Linked DNA regions of Mus musculus: regions 2 and 3 are each linked to region 1. Evidence: chromatin contacts called from public HiChIP or PLAC-seq and Micro-C data. All regions are on one chromosome and are shown on one strand. Each heading gives the region's core, a stretch centred on a gene start, on an enhancer-like site or on the middle of the called end of the contact. The rest is flanking DNA. Distances are from core to core; before and after follow the strand shown. Region 1 holds the start of Tppp (tubulin polymerization promoting protein). Region 2 overlaps Slc9a3 (solute carrier family 9 (sodium/hydrogen exchanger), member 3). Region 3 holds the start of Slc12a7 (solute carrier family 12, member 7).

Region 1 (3,644 bases), core at 507-3,006:
CGCAGGTAAGAGCCTTGAAACTTCAGCAGCTGTCATGCTGCAGGAGGGTCAGGTCAGAAGCCATGATCCGAACCCGTCAAGCTGACATCTTGGACTATGGTTGTTAACAGCCGGGCCTCTAGAACTTTATTATATTGATACAAGTCTTCCTGTATTTAATCCCCAGAACCCACATTAGGCATCCCACAATTACCTGTAATTCCAGCTCTAAGAAATCTAACTTACCCATCTGGTTTCCGAGGGCACCCAGCATGCAAATGGCGCACATACTTTCAAACAGGCATATGCACACACAATAAATAAAAATAAAATTTAACGATAAAGTCACCATTTCGAAACATGCTAATAGAAACATAAACATGTATTTCAGCTTTCAGAACTTCATTTACATTGTTGATTTTCAGAGAATGGGAGGTTTCTTAGTTAGGGTTTTACTGCTGTGAACAGACACCATGACCAAGGCAAATCTTATAAAGGACACATTTAATTGGGGTTGGTTTACAGGTTCTGAGGTTCAGTCCATTATCATCAAGGTGGGAGCATGGCAGCATCCAGGCAGGCATGGTGCAAGAGGAGCTGAGAGTTCTACATCTTCATCTGAAGGCTGCTACTCACTTCCAGGCAGCTAGGGTGAGGGTCTTAAGTCCATGCCCACAGTGACACACCTACTCCAACCAGGTCACACCTACTCCAACAAGGCCACACCTCCAAATAGTGCCACTTCTTGGGCCAAGCATATACAAACCATCACAGCAGGACTTGGGGCTTTGTGGGACATAAGGCAAGTGGCCAAGCCAAGACCCTATAAAAAAGGAGAGAGTCTGGGTCTGGTTCTCCATTCCTTATAGTCCCACAGTCCTGAACTCACATGGCTTCCATGGTGAGTGGGAATTCTCGGGAGAGCAAGAATTAGAAGTAACTTTTTAGTCATTTTTGAGTAGCCGAAGAAAGCAGAGAGTCCGGGGGATCTGAGGGTCAGAGACTACCATGGGGAGGGGTAATTTGCTCCAAGTGCTCAGGTGGGCCCCATTTCTGAAGTTTCAAAACAAGGTTTCCTCAAGCATGAGTTAATTTGTCAGACACTCAGAAAATTCCCCAACACACACTCACTCACACACACACACACACACACACACACACACACACACACACTTACTCAGTGGGTGACTTGGTTAGAGTCTGAGACAGAACCTGGAGGACTGAAGAGTCTATTGAACCAAATCTTCCAGCCCCATTGCCTCCTTGCTAACCCCATAATCTTCTTCAGAGCCACCAGTGCGACCCTGACCTCACCACAGAGTCAGCGGGGTGGAGATCCCGTGGCAAGCGTCCCTAGAAGGAAGGAAAATCAGCAGAGACTCTAAGGATCCTTTTCGTGCAGGTAACCCGAGTGGCCAGCATCTCACCACGCACATCAAGCTCTCCAGGCAGGTAGGGATCAGCAACGGGTTGTGCGCAGTGTAGTCTGCGACTGCGCCACCAGCCTCAGCTTCCCTACTTGCGACTGGCCGCACGCCCGGGGCCCCAGGGCCAGGTGTGCCCTAGTCGCTCTTCCCCAACCTCAGCCCGGTTCCCACGCTCCACAGCTCCACAGCGACCGCACCCTGGGTCGAGCGGCGTCCATAGGCTGGCTGTGCCTGTGGCAGCCTTGTAAGGCAGTGGCTGCCTCGGGTGTCAGTGCGCTGCGCTCCTGCTGGGAGGGGCCTTAGTGCGCGCCTAGGCGGAGCGGGAGGAGGAGGGGCATGTGGGCGGTGCCGGAGGGCGGGGCCCGGCGGACAGCTCTGAGAGCTCGGCGCCCCTGGGCGCGCGTCTAGTCGCTGAGGCGCAGCAGTGGACGCGTTTTGGAGGTAAGCTTGCGCTGGGCGCTGTCCGTGGTCCGAGGCGCGGTTCTGGGGCCAAGGCTCGGGACCCCTCCGGTCCGTGAGGCTGGCCACCTGTCACTCTCTGCAGTGGCTAGATCAGGTCTAGTTGCTGAAGCAACTAGTTCCTTTGAGATCTCAGAGCAGTGGTGTCAAGAATGGGTATGCGTTTACACTGAGCCAGGCGCATTGCGTCGGCACTTGATACGGTGGACAGAAAACACCCCACGGCTCCCCACCAGACCAAGGTGCCAGGCCTCGTGCCAGCGACCCGGGTCGCTGCTCGTGGAACCTGGTGGAAAACGGGGTAAAGAGAAGCCACCGCCCGGAGCTGTGCATACCGGAGCTGGAGCTGCCGGGGGTTCATGGGTCCAGAATCCTGAGCGCGCGTTGCGTCCTGCAGGTGACAGCGCCAGTTCTCTATGTCACCCTCCTTTCGAGCCTGCATCTCTCATTCGAGATGGCGAGGGTTTTGTCAGGGTCGCATGTTGAATGCCCACGTTTGCGCGAAGGAGAGGGAGGACTCGACCCTTGCTCGGCGGTTTCGGTTATGTAAACGAGGCCTTGAACTAGGTGAGGAAGACGAGTAGTACCCTTTGTGGCGCAGCTTTGGACAGGCTGTGTCCTGGTGATTGGTCCTGTGCGTGTCCTGGGGCGAATGGAGGCGTTCGGCCCAGAGCCCACTTGCGTATCTGGGCTCCCTTGGCCGTGTAGGTGGCTTTCTTAGGCGGCGCGAGCTCTCCACGACTGGAGCAATGTTGTGTGTGTTTGGGGGAGCGGGGGAGAGTTGGGTGGGGGGCGCGAAACCCTGCTTGTCTTTAGCTGGATTCTCTGGCGGCCGGCTGCTGTTTCTGCTCGCGTGCCAGCCCCTCTCCCGTCACGTGACCCTGAAGGACTGGCGAGGGGGAGGGGCACAATCTGAGCGTCTCTAAAGGACTCCTCTATTCAGAAAAGCTCCTGATTACCACCGGGACTCGCCATTAGAAAAGGTGCCCTATTCAAGTGGCGTATTTGAATAGACAGCTTTGAGAATCCCTGTCTTAACCGATGGTGAAGTGAGGGCGACCTGCGCAGCTGCACGTTTTCCTCTTGGTGCTCCTTGGGTCCGCCTTCTCCATTTCTTGAGGTTGTGGTACATGGCTATTTTAACTATCATCTAAGGTTTTGGAAATTTTTATAAGCATTAGAAAATTCCGTTTAAGAACACTGAAACCAGACATGAGGGGTGGAGGCTTGGGAGAAGTCTGCAGAATGGGGCCCTGCAGACAGCTCTGCTGAGCTTCAGGGAGGATGAGACCCAGCTTCCTCAGCAGGGCCTGCTGTCCTATTTATAGTGCACGACTGAAGGAGGAGCCTGTAGGAGGTGTGATTTCAGTTTTGCCAGGGAAGGGAACCTTACAGCCTTGTCCATCCCATCTCCCTCGCCCAGGAAGGCTGTGTGCCCAGAGACCCCCCATGCAGGAGAATGGAGCTTACCACTTCCTCCTGAAAGGAAGAGTTGGAGCTGCTCAGCCACAGCCAGGGTTCAGACATGGCTTCCAGTCCCTAACACCCTCATGGGGGCTCCTAGTGCCGATTCAACCTGGAAAGACCAGTTTCTTCATAGAGAAGGGTCACAGTGTTGCTACCTCAGCATTCTCTATTTATGGCCAGGACTTTTCCTGTCCACAGCATCTCCCTACCTATACCACCTCCCAATCAAAATAGCCCCACCCATGACAGTTCCACATATGACCCGCAGGAGTCTCTTTATGGCATCCTTCACCAATGGCATCACTCTGAGCA
Region 2 (3,676 bases), core at 796-3,295, 160 kb after region 1:
GGAATCCAATGCCCTCTTCTGGCCCTCATGGGTACTAAACACACTCACGAGCATGCATGTGCATGAGCACACACACACATACATATACACACATACCTTTAAAAGATAAGTGGTTTTTCTTCATCCATCCCTTTCACTGTAGGTCTTGGGGTCCCAGCCATTCCTATCCAACAGACCTTCCCAAAGATCAAATATAGCTGGGGTCACAAAAGGAAGCACTGTAGGAGTAGTTCAGACCTTTGCACAACTGGCTCCAGACCCTTGAACCCTAGGCTACCCAAGTGCTGTGAAAAACCACCCATGGAGCGGGGGAAGGGGGTGTGTGTGATAGGAGGGGAGAGTGTATAGCAGCCATCAAGAACTTGAGTCATTCTTACTCAAAGTATTCTTTTTCCTCTGCTACCTAGATTTGGAACTTTCAGAGCATGAGGAGGCCACCAACTATGAAGAGATCAGTGGAGGCATTGAGTTTCTGGCCAGTGTCACCCAGGATGTAGCCTCTGACTCTGGGGCAGGTAAGATGGGAGAGACCAATGCGGGAGATATCCCTGCTGCCCTAAGCAAGCTTGGTCATTGAAGGAGGAGCTAGGCTTGAGGAGGCTTAGTATCAATCTTGGAGGTATAACCTCTTCTACCTAGATGTCTTCCCAGGGCAGATGGCAAGCATATCTGGAAGAACAGGCCAGACCTGAGAGAAGGGAGGTGTTGTTGAAACTGTCTAGGATTTTTGGGTCTCAAATGTGGAGGGAAGGTGTGGGATGAGGGTTAGATTTATAAGTTTGACTGTCAAGGTTACCCTGAAGGTGGTAGCCCCAAGAGAAGTTGACATAGTCACCCAGTACAGAGCCAATCCACCCAGCCTCCTAGTTCCCCTGAGAGCACGTATTTCTTTGAGGTTGACCAGCTGCCCTTTCTCTTAGGAATTGATAATCCCGTGTTCTCCCCTGATGAGGATCTGGACCCAAGCATCCTATCCAGGGTGCCACCCTGGCTGTCCCCTGGGGAGACCGTGGTGCCCTCCCAGAGGGCCCGTGTTCAGATTCCAAACTCTCCCAGCAACTTCCGCCGCCTGACACCATTCCGCCTCAGCAACAAATCCGTGGATTCCTTCCTGCAGGCTGATGGCCACGAGGAACAGCTCCAACCGGCTGCCCCCGAGTCCACACACATGTAACTGCTTTCCTCCTCTAACGCGTTCTTTCTTCCCAGCTGTTGCCGTCAGGTGTACCTGCACTTTTTCAGACTTTGCAGCAGCTGTCTTCACTCTGCAAACCCTGTCTTGGTCATCTGTCCAGCTGTATATTTCTTAGAACCTGCTTGTCCACAGAGCTCTTCCACCTGCTCTTTGCTTCTGTCTCTCGGCTTGCCCCCGCTTCCACCCTTTTCGACAGGGTTTCCCTGAGCAGCTCTGGCTGCTGGAACTTAGCTATGAAAACCAGGCTGCCTTTGCCTCCTGAGTGCTGGAATTAAAGATCTGGCTCTTTGAAAGAGCCTTATGTGCCTTGAGGCTTGTGATAGGTTTTTAGGGTAGAGCAGTAGTACCCAGGGATGGGTGTGGCACTGCTACCCCTTGTGGAGGGGGCTGCTATCAATGGCAGGGTTTGAAAGTGTCAGAATATGGGGAGTGAGCCAGATCTGCTCAGTGCATAGCTGCCTAGGAAGGTTCAGAGACACCGGCTGGAACTCCTCCTAACTCTGCAGTAGTGCACAGCAGAAAATGCCCCCATTTGGTGTGGAAGGTTAGGGGTCTTTCTTTGCACTTGAGCCTGAGGTACCCTTTCCATGGTCAGGCACCTAATTTTGGGCAAGCCATGGAGGAACAGCAAACTCAGGGGGAAGGGAATCTTGGACTGAGTACAGGCTTCTGGAGGTCAGTGTTGATCTGGACTGAGAGCCACTCACACTCCTGTTTTCCCACAGGTGACACGGGCTCTGGCACATCGCTTACTGGACGCTTGTCTCGTCAGCCATCTGCTGCTTCCCAGCAGTCTTTGCTCCCCGCAGGGCTCGCCCACCCACGCGCCCCAAGCCCCGCCCCATCTGAGCGCACCTCGACTGTCACTTTTGCCTCTGGTGATCCCGGGACAGAGCCAGAGCACCGGGCCCCACCCAGTGCACATGCTCGGTCGGCAGCTGCACGCCGGGTACACAGTAGGCGCTCATTCCAAAGGCCTCGCCCGCGCCGACGACCAGCTCTGCTAAAACTCGCTTCTCTTCCGGGCTCTATAGAACTGCCACTGCACGCTCTGGAGCAAGAAGAGACGCCACTGTAATTGCTGCCTGGCCAGGGGCCCAGCTCAGAGGGTCTCCTTCAGTGGCCCCTCCCCAACCAGCTAGTGTTCTTAGGGTCCAATGCACCCTGGGAGTCTTAATGCATAGCCTAGCCCTAGGAAGAATCCATCTGGTGTCCCCAGGATACCACACTGCCTCCTGCCATCTTCTTGCCCTGGTTCAGATCCTAGGGCTCTGTGGTGCTGCCTCCCCACCCCTACCCTGAGGCTAGAGCCCTTGTTAGTGTTTGCCACCCTTACTCTGAGGAGGAGGAAGATCCCTGAGCGGCTTGTGGTGGACTTAAATCACTGCTGGTACAAAAGAAGGTCTCAAAAATTAAGATGTGTAGAAGTGGCACTGCCCAGATCAACCTCATTCTAAATAGGTAGCAGGTCCTATGCATCCCCAGAAATATACACCCCGAGGCCCTATCTGACCCCCTTCCAAGTTAGTTCTCCAGACTGCCCTAGACCTTGTGATTAACTGCAGAAATATTTGGCTCTTCTAGCTCAGACTTTCCCTGCCTGGCCCCTCCCAGCCTGGTCCTTGCCATCACAAACAAGGTGTCTGGCCTGAGCTATGCCTAAGTTGGGAACACTGCAGATGGCCAGGCAGGCTGAGCTAGGGCGCTAGTAGTGGTTCACTAGAAACCTTGGTCAAAATTATAGCCAGCTCTCTGGTATCAATCAAAGGCAGGGAAGACCTGGGGCATAGAGGGGCTCTACATCACTCAAGAGTAGGGGAATGTAGGAACCCACTCTCTGGGCAATTTGTTCTGCCCCCAGATCTTCAGGGACTCTGCCTTAGAACATTGGCCCTCTGTAGGGGTAAGAGGCTGGGCCATCATCCCTTATCACTTTTCCTCAGAAGTCCAGTATTGAAGAGTCACCTGAGTTTTGCTTCCAACTCACTGGAAACTTGGCCTGTACCACAGGGTATCACTTAAGGGAGATCGAGATGAGTCTAAAGGTGGACTTAAGGACTTCCTGGAGACTTCTGAAACAAAGCACTCAGGTTTCTGCTCAGGAAACTAAATACCATGTCTCAGGAACAAGGCTGACAGTCACCTTCAGAGGAGTCCCAGGAAGGTCCATCAACTTATATTAATGCTGCAGTTGATTCATGGATAGGAAGAGAGCTGAGAGAAGTGAATGAAAACAAAGCAAGTTCGCTCAACATACTGCATTGTGCTTCAGAGTGCCGTTCCCCAACGGAACCTGTCAGTATGCTGTTGACTGGCTAGCTCAGACTCGGCCATCAGGGAGATGCTCAGCACCTGACTTCCACAGCCCTGAAGCATTTGTCCATTTCTGAAGTCCAGCCACCATACAATGCTGGGATCCGGAATTTCACCAGATTATTTGGAGCTGCCATTTAGAGTACCTCCTAGGCACGGTGTACCTGG
Region 3 (3,845 bases), core at 1,174-3,673, 250 kb before region 1:
TGGACCAAGTGATGCACATCTCATTGCAGCTTGAGAAATTTTACAGTCTAGTGCTCATTGAATAACATGTTCTCAGAGTTTCCCAGTCTCTAACCTCTGCATGCGTGGTCTCATGTCAAGAAAAATGTAGTTTCATAGGTTGAGTATTTATGCATCAGATTTTGGGGTCCTGTCTGGAGCAGGTATAAAGTACAGTTTCATTCCGTTTTTGGTAATCCTTGGAGTCAGCAGAACATCACATCCTTCACATGTGTAGGGAGGTGTGGTAGCTGATGTACTGCCTGTCCACTGGTTCTGTGCGCGCTGCTTACTTTCTTTCAAGTTAAAATACCTGGTGCGACATTGGTCCTGAGGCTCTCCATACTGCGCTGATGGAAACCTTGCATCTCAACTTTGTGGGGATTAAAACATTCCCATAGGCTACTCTGCCCTGTTCCATGGGCTCTTCCTTCTCTAAGTCACCAAGCTCACAGGGCACCCCCTCCCCACTCAAGCTCCCAGTGGACCTGAGTGTATTGACAATAATCTTCCTTAGCTTCACCGGGTACAGCGTTCAGTGTTGTCTGAGTTCCCAGCCTGTGGATATCATGCCACAGTAATAGACCTTGCTGGTGTGCAGTCAGCCAGAAGAAATGGGGCTGAGAGACAGGCACATTTGTAAAAAGGACTATAGCTGGGCATGTCTGTACATGTATGTAATCCCAGTACTTGGGAGGTAGAGGCAGGAGGATCAAGAATTCAGTCATCTTTGGCTCTATATCAAAATTTGAGGCCAACCTGGGCTATGAGACCCTGTCTTTAAAAACAATAGAGGGGGAGGGCAGGGAAAGTGACTGGGGGCTATGGCTTTTTGTAAGATGTGTTGGGTATGATACCAGGGTCTCTGAAATGGTAGGAACCCTCTCCTACTGAGCCTAAGTTTCAAGTGTTTGCCAGTCTGGAGGGTGTTCTGAGGAGGAGAAGGTGGTCACTATTTCCACCTAAGGTCCAGCTGAGCAGGGGAAACAGGTGATAGCCCTTCCCTATTTGCTATGGATAGCTCCTGGAGGGAGGTGGGGTGACAGTATGATCTGAGCAAGTTGTGCCCTATCCCCCATAGGAGCTGGAAACTGTATAAGAGGCCATTCCTGAGTGGCCCATGTTTCCCCCAAGCTCCTTCCTGGCAGAGGGCAGAAAGCCGGCCATACTGGGTACAGTTGGGCTTTCCCAGAAATGGCTTTTCTGAGTTAGTTTCAAAATGTTTTATTCTCATCGGTAGGATATGCAAATCCCTTTAACTCCCGTATCTCAGCCTATCCCAGCGGTGTCACTGGTCCGGCAGCTGCCTTCCAGTCCGTGTCCCTGATTGAACTGGGCCAGGCCACCTGGCTGGCCCTGTTCCACAGGTTGTGAGCAGCTCTAGGCATATCACCTGTGTTTCTCTTTGACCATCTAAAACAGTTTTGGGTGACTTGTTGCACCTGGGGGCTATGGCTTTTTGTAGGATGTGTTGGGTATGATACCCTAACATTTTAGTTCCATTCTCTCTTGAAGAATATTTGTTTCCAGTTTTTCACCAGTCTTTCATTGAAAATGCACAAGGTCCTGAAATTCCGGAAGATCTGTGACTTCCACCATGTGGTGTTCTGGAACTCTTTGCTCGGATCTTCCTGTCACTACTACCTTCGGAATTTACCTGCCCTTGGAGCCAAAGGGAGGAACTGCCACCCTCCAAGTTTGGGCTGCAAGGGTTCCCCAGGTTGGATCGTGGAACACTCCTGCCAGCAGGTACAAAGAGTCTCGGGCTTGGCTGGCTAGGCCTGTCCCAGAGCCCAGTGACCTTCTTGGGTGGGATTACTTAACCCCAGGGTGCACAGCGTCCCCTGATTGGCCATTACTCCCTGGCCTAGGTTAGCAGCCTGACCTGGTCAGGGCCTGGGCCCAGATCACCAGCGTTGGTGGAGATGAGGAGCTGCAAACTGAGAGAAAGGAGCCATGACCTGTGGGGTGGTGGGAGAAGAGCCCCACGGGAGTTTGGAATGAGAATGGAAGAACTGAAGCTGTGGAAGTGGTGAATGACAGGCTCTTGGAGGGCGGGAGGGCTCTGAGCCTGTGTTGTGAGTAGGAATGGGAGGAGGACGCGGTCCTGCGGGGAGGAACTGGTGTCTCTTATGCTGAGGGAGGTCTGCATCTGTGGGCAGTTCATTCAGCGGTGGCCTCTAGGGGTTGGGTTTGTGCGTACCGAGTCCTTGAGGGTACAGGGCTCTGGCGGGGCAACCCTGAGACTGTGGCTACAGGGGCGGAGTTTTAAGGGGTGGAGCGTCTGGTGGGCGTGGTCGTTCCGGAAGCCTCCCGACCCCGCCCCGGGCAAACTTTTCCCGAGCCGTGGGGGCGGGCAGGTGAGGTCACGTGGCGGGCAAGGGCGGGCCGGGCGGACCCCGCCCCTACGCCGGAGTCCGGCGGCTGCTCTGGAGCAGCGTGTGGCTGCGAGGGACAGCAGAGTCTAACGGAGCCATGCCCACGAACTTTACGGTGGTGCCGGTGGAGGCGCGCGCCGACGGCGCCGGGGACGAAGCTGCTGAGCGCACGGAAGAACCCGAGTCTCCCGAGAGCGTGGATCAAACCTCCCCTACGCCGGGTGAGCTTGGCCGCACCTGCAACGGGACAAAGGCAGAGGCTGGGCCCTTCTGCTGCCGCTGGGCCGCTCTGACTCGTTGGTTGGCGGCGGCCCGCGCGGCGCGTAGCGGGGCGATGGGAAGGGGTCAGAAGGGCCAACTGGTATCTGCCTGGCTCGGAGGAGTGACCCGAGACCGGGAGAGGATTCTTGGGCTGGTGGTTTGTTGGCCCTGTTCGTTCAGTTTCTTGAATTCAGTGCTCTGCTCCTTGCTTGAGGCGCCCGCTGCATATCTCCCTGTTGGCCTGACTCAGTCAGCCCTGGGGGCGCGGTTCCCACCTCTCTGCATGGCCTGACTGGAGCATCGAGGCTGGAGCACCGGAAACTACTTGGTTTGGCAACTCTGACGGGACTAGGGAGGAGTTGCAGAGCTACTGGAGGTACCTATGGAACGGGAAGGCCCAGGTGTCTAGGTGGTACCTGGGAGAGCTGGAGGTACAGACCCCTGGATGGGTGATCTCACTGACGGACAGCTTCCTCTGGGCAAGCTTTCTTTTGCTCCAGGATGGCCCAGTGTGGTCAACCGATAAATCCGACTGGGATCCCAGATCTGCCTCCACTGACCTTGGACCAGCCAAACTTCCCTTGGGATCTTAGAGGAAGGACAGAGGCCCGTGTAAGCCTGGGGAGGGGGCTGCGCACTCTGAGCGCGGGCTTCTCTTTGCTGCTCTTTGTTCCTTGGATCCGGAGCTCTCTGGCACTTTCACTTTCCACGGGGTGGTGATGGGCCTGGGAATCTCTCTCCATCCTACTTCTCAGCACCCTCTCTGCTGATGGCAAGTCACCTTGAACTGACTGCTTCCTCCCTGTTCCAACTCTCTTCTAGACCTAGATCCTAATAGGCCCTAATAGGTGAGAGGACCCAGCACAGACCTACAGCTGCAGCTGGCCTTGCACCTACCCCAAGTTTTACATTGGAGGTTTGGGCTCCAGGTTCTGGGTCTGGAAGGAAAAGAGGGTGCAATCCTCAAGAGATGGACGGATCTTTTATATATGGCATCAGAGCTTTTGCTGCTCAGAATACAGGCAGTAGAAACTGCGCTTCCTCTAGTCCATACTTTTAGGAGCCTGCATTCATAGACTAGGAGTGCTGGCCCGGAAGTGGCCTAGCCCAGGTCCGCAGCCTGCCTGTCTCACTCTGTGACCCTCTCCATGAGATGCTGGACTGTCCAGCTTTCTCTGCACAGACAAA

Evidence for each region. A called contact is a pair of places that touch in the nucleus more often than the background predicts. HiChIP or PLAC-seq counts read pairs in DNA pulled down with a chosen protein or histone mark.
Region 2: an H3K4me3 HiChIP or PLAC-seq map of forebrain shows a contact between it and region 1, with 3 times the contacts expected there. The contact joins the enhancer-like site here to the promoter of Tppp in region 1. A contact is called at or near these places in 1 of 39 promoter capture datasets (hippocampal neurons), 5 of 115 datasets of contacts at active chromatin or transcription factors (bone marrow-derived macrophages, double positive thymocytes, embryonic stem cells and 1 more) and 2 of 9 other capture datasets (adipose tissue and liver).
Region 3: a contact with region 1 is called in a Micro-C map of embryonic stem cells, with 4 times the contacts expected there. The contact joins the promoter of Slc12a7 here to the promoter of Tppp in region 1. A contact is called at or near these places in 2 of 39 promoter capture datasets (the C10 cell line and maxillary cranial neural crest), 4 of 484 Hi-C or Micro-C datasets (LSK cells and embryonic stem cells) and 2 of 115 datasets of contacts at active chromatin or transcription factors (embryonic stem cells and pancreatic cancer cells).

What each region holds. Positions count from the first base shown.
Region 1 is chr13:74,007,663-74,011,306 of GRCm38.p6, forward strand. Tppp (tubulin polymerization promoting protein) reads left to right here and starts at 1,757. Exons shown (of 4, transcript NM_182839.2): 1 at 1,757-1,847. Gm15912 (predicted gene 15912) reads right to left here and starts at 1,692. Exons shown (of 3, transcript NR_168519.1): 1 at 1,414-1,692; 2 at 1,157-1,332; 3 at 467-802.
Region 2 is chr13:74,164,891-74,168,566 of GRCm38.p6, forward strand. Slc9a3 (solute carrier family 9 (sodium/hydrogen exchanger), member 3) reads left to right here. Exons shown (of 16, transcript NM_001081060.2): 15 at 408-515; 16 at 921-3,676. The coding sequence ends at 1,174. Among named protein-coding and RNA genes, the nearest start is that of Exoc3, 42 kb to the right of the region's middle. Within about 2 kb of position 2,046, at least 167 of the 459 cell types and tissues checked have an H3K27ac peak or open chromatin away from gene starts, as enhancers often do. A contact at or near this core is called in adipose tissue, bone marrow-derived macrophages, forebrain and 2 more, where this site is marked.
Region 3 is chr13:73,761,274-73,765,118 of GRCm38.p6, forward strand. Slc12a7 (solute carrier family 12, member 7) reads left to right here and starts at 2,424. Exons shown (of 24, transcript NM_011390.2): 1 at 2,424-2,617. The coding sequence starts at 2,494.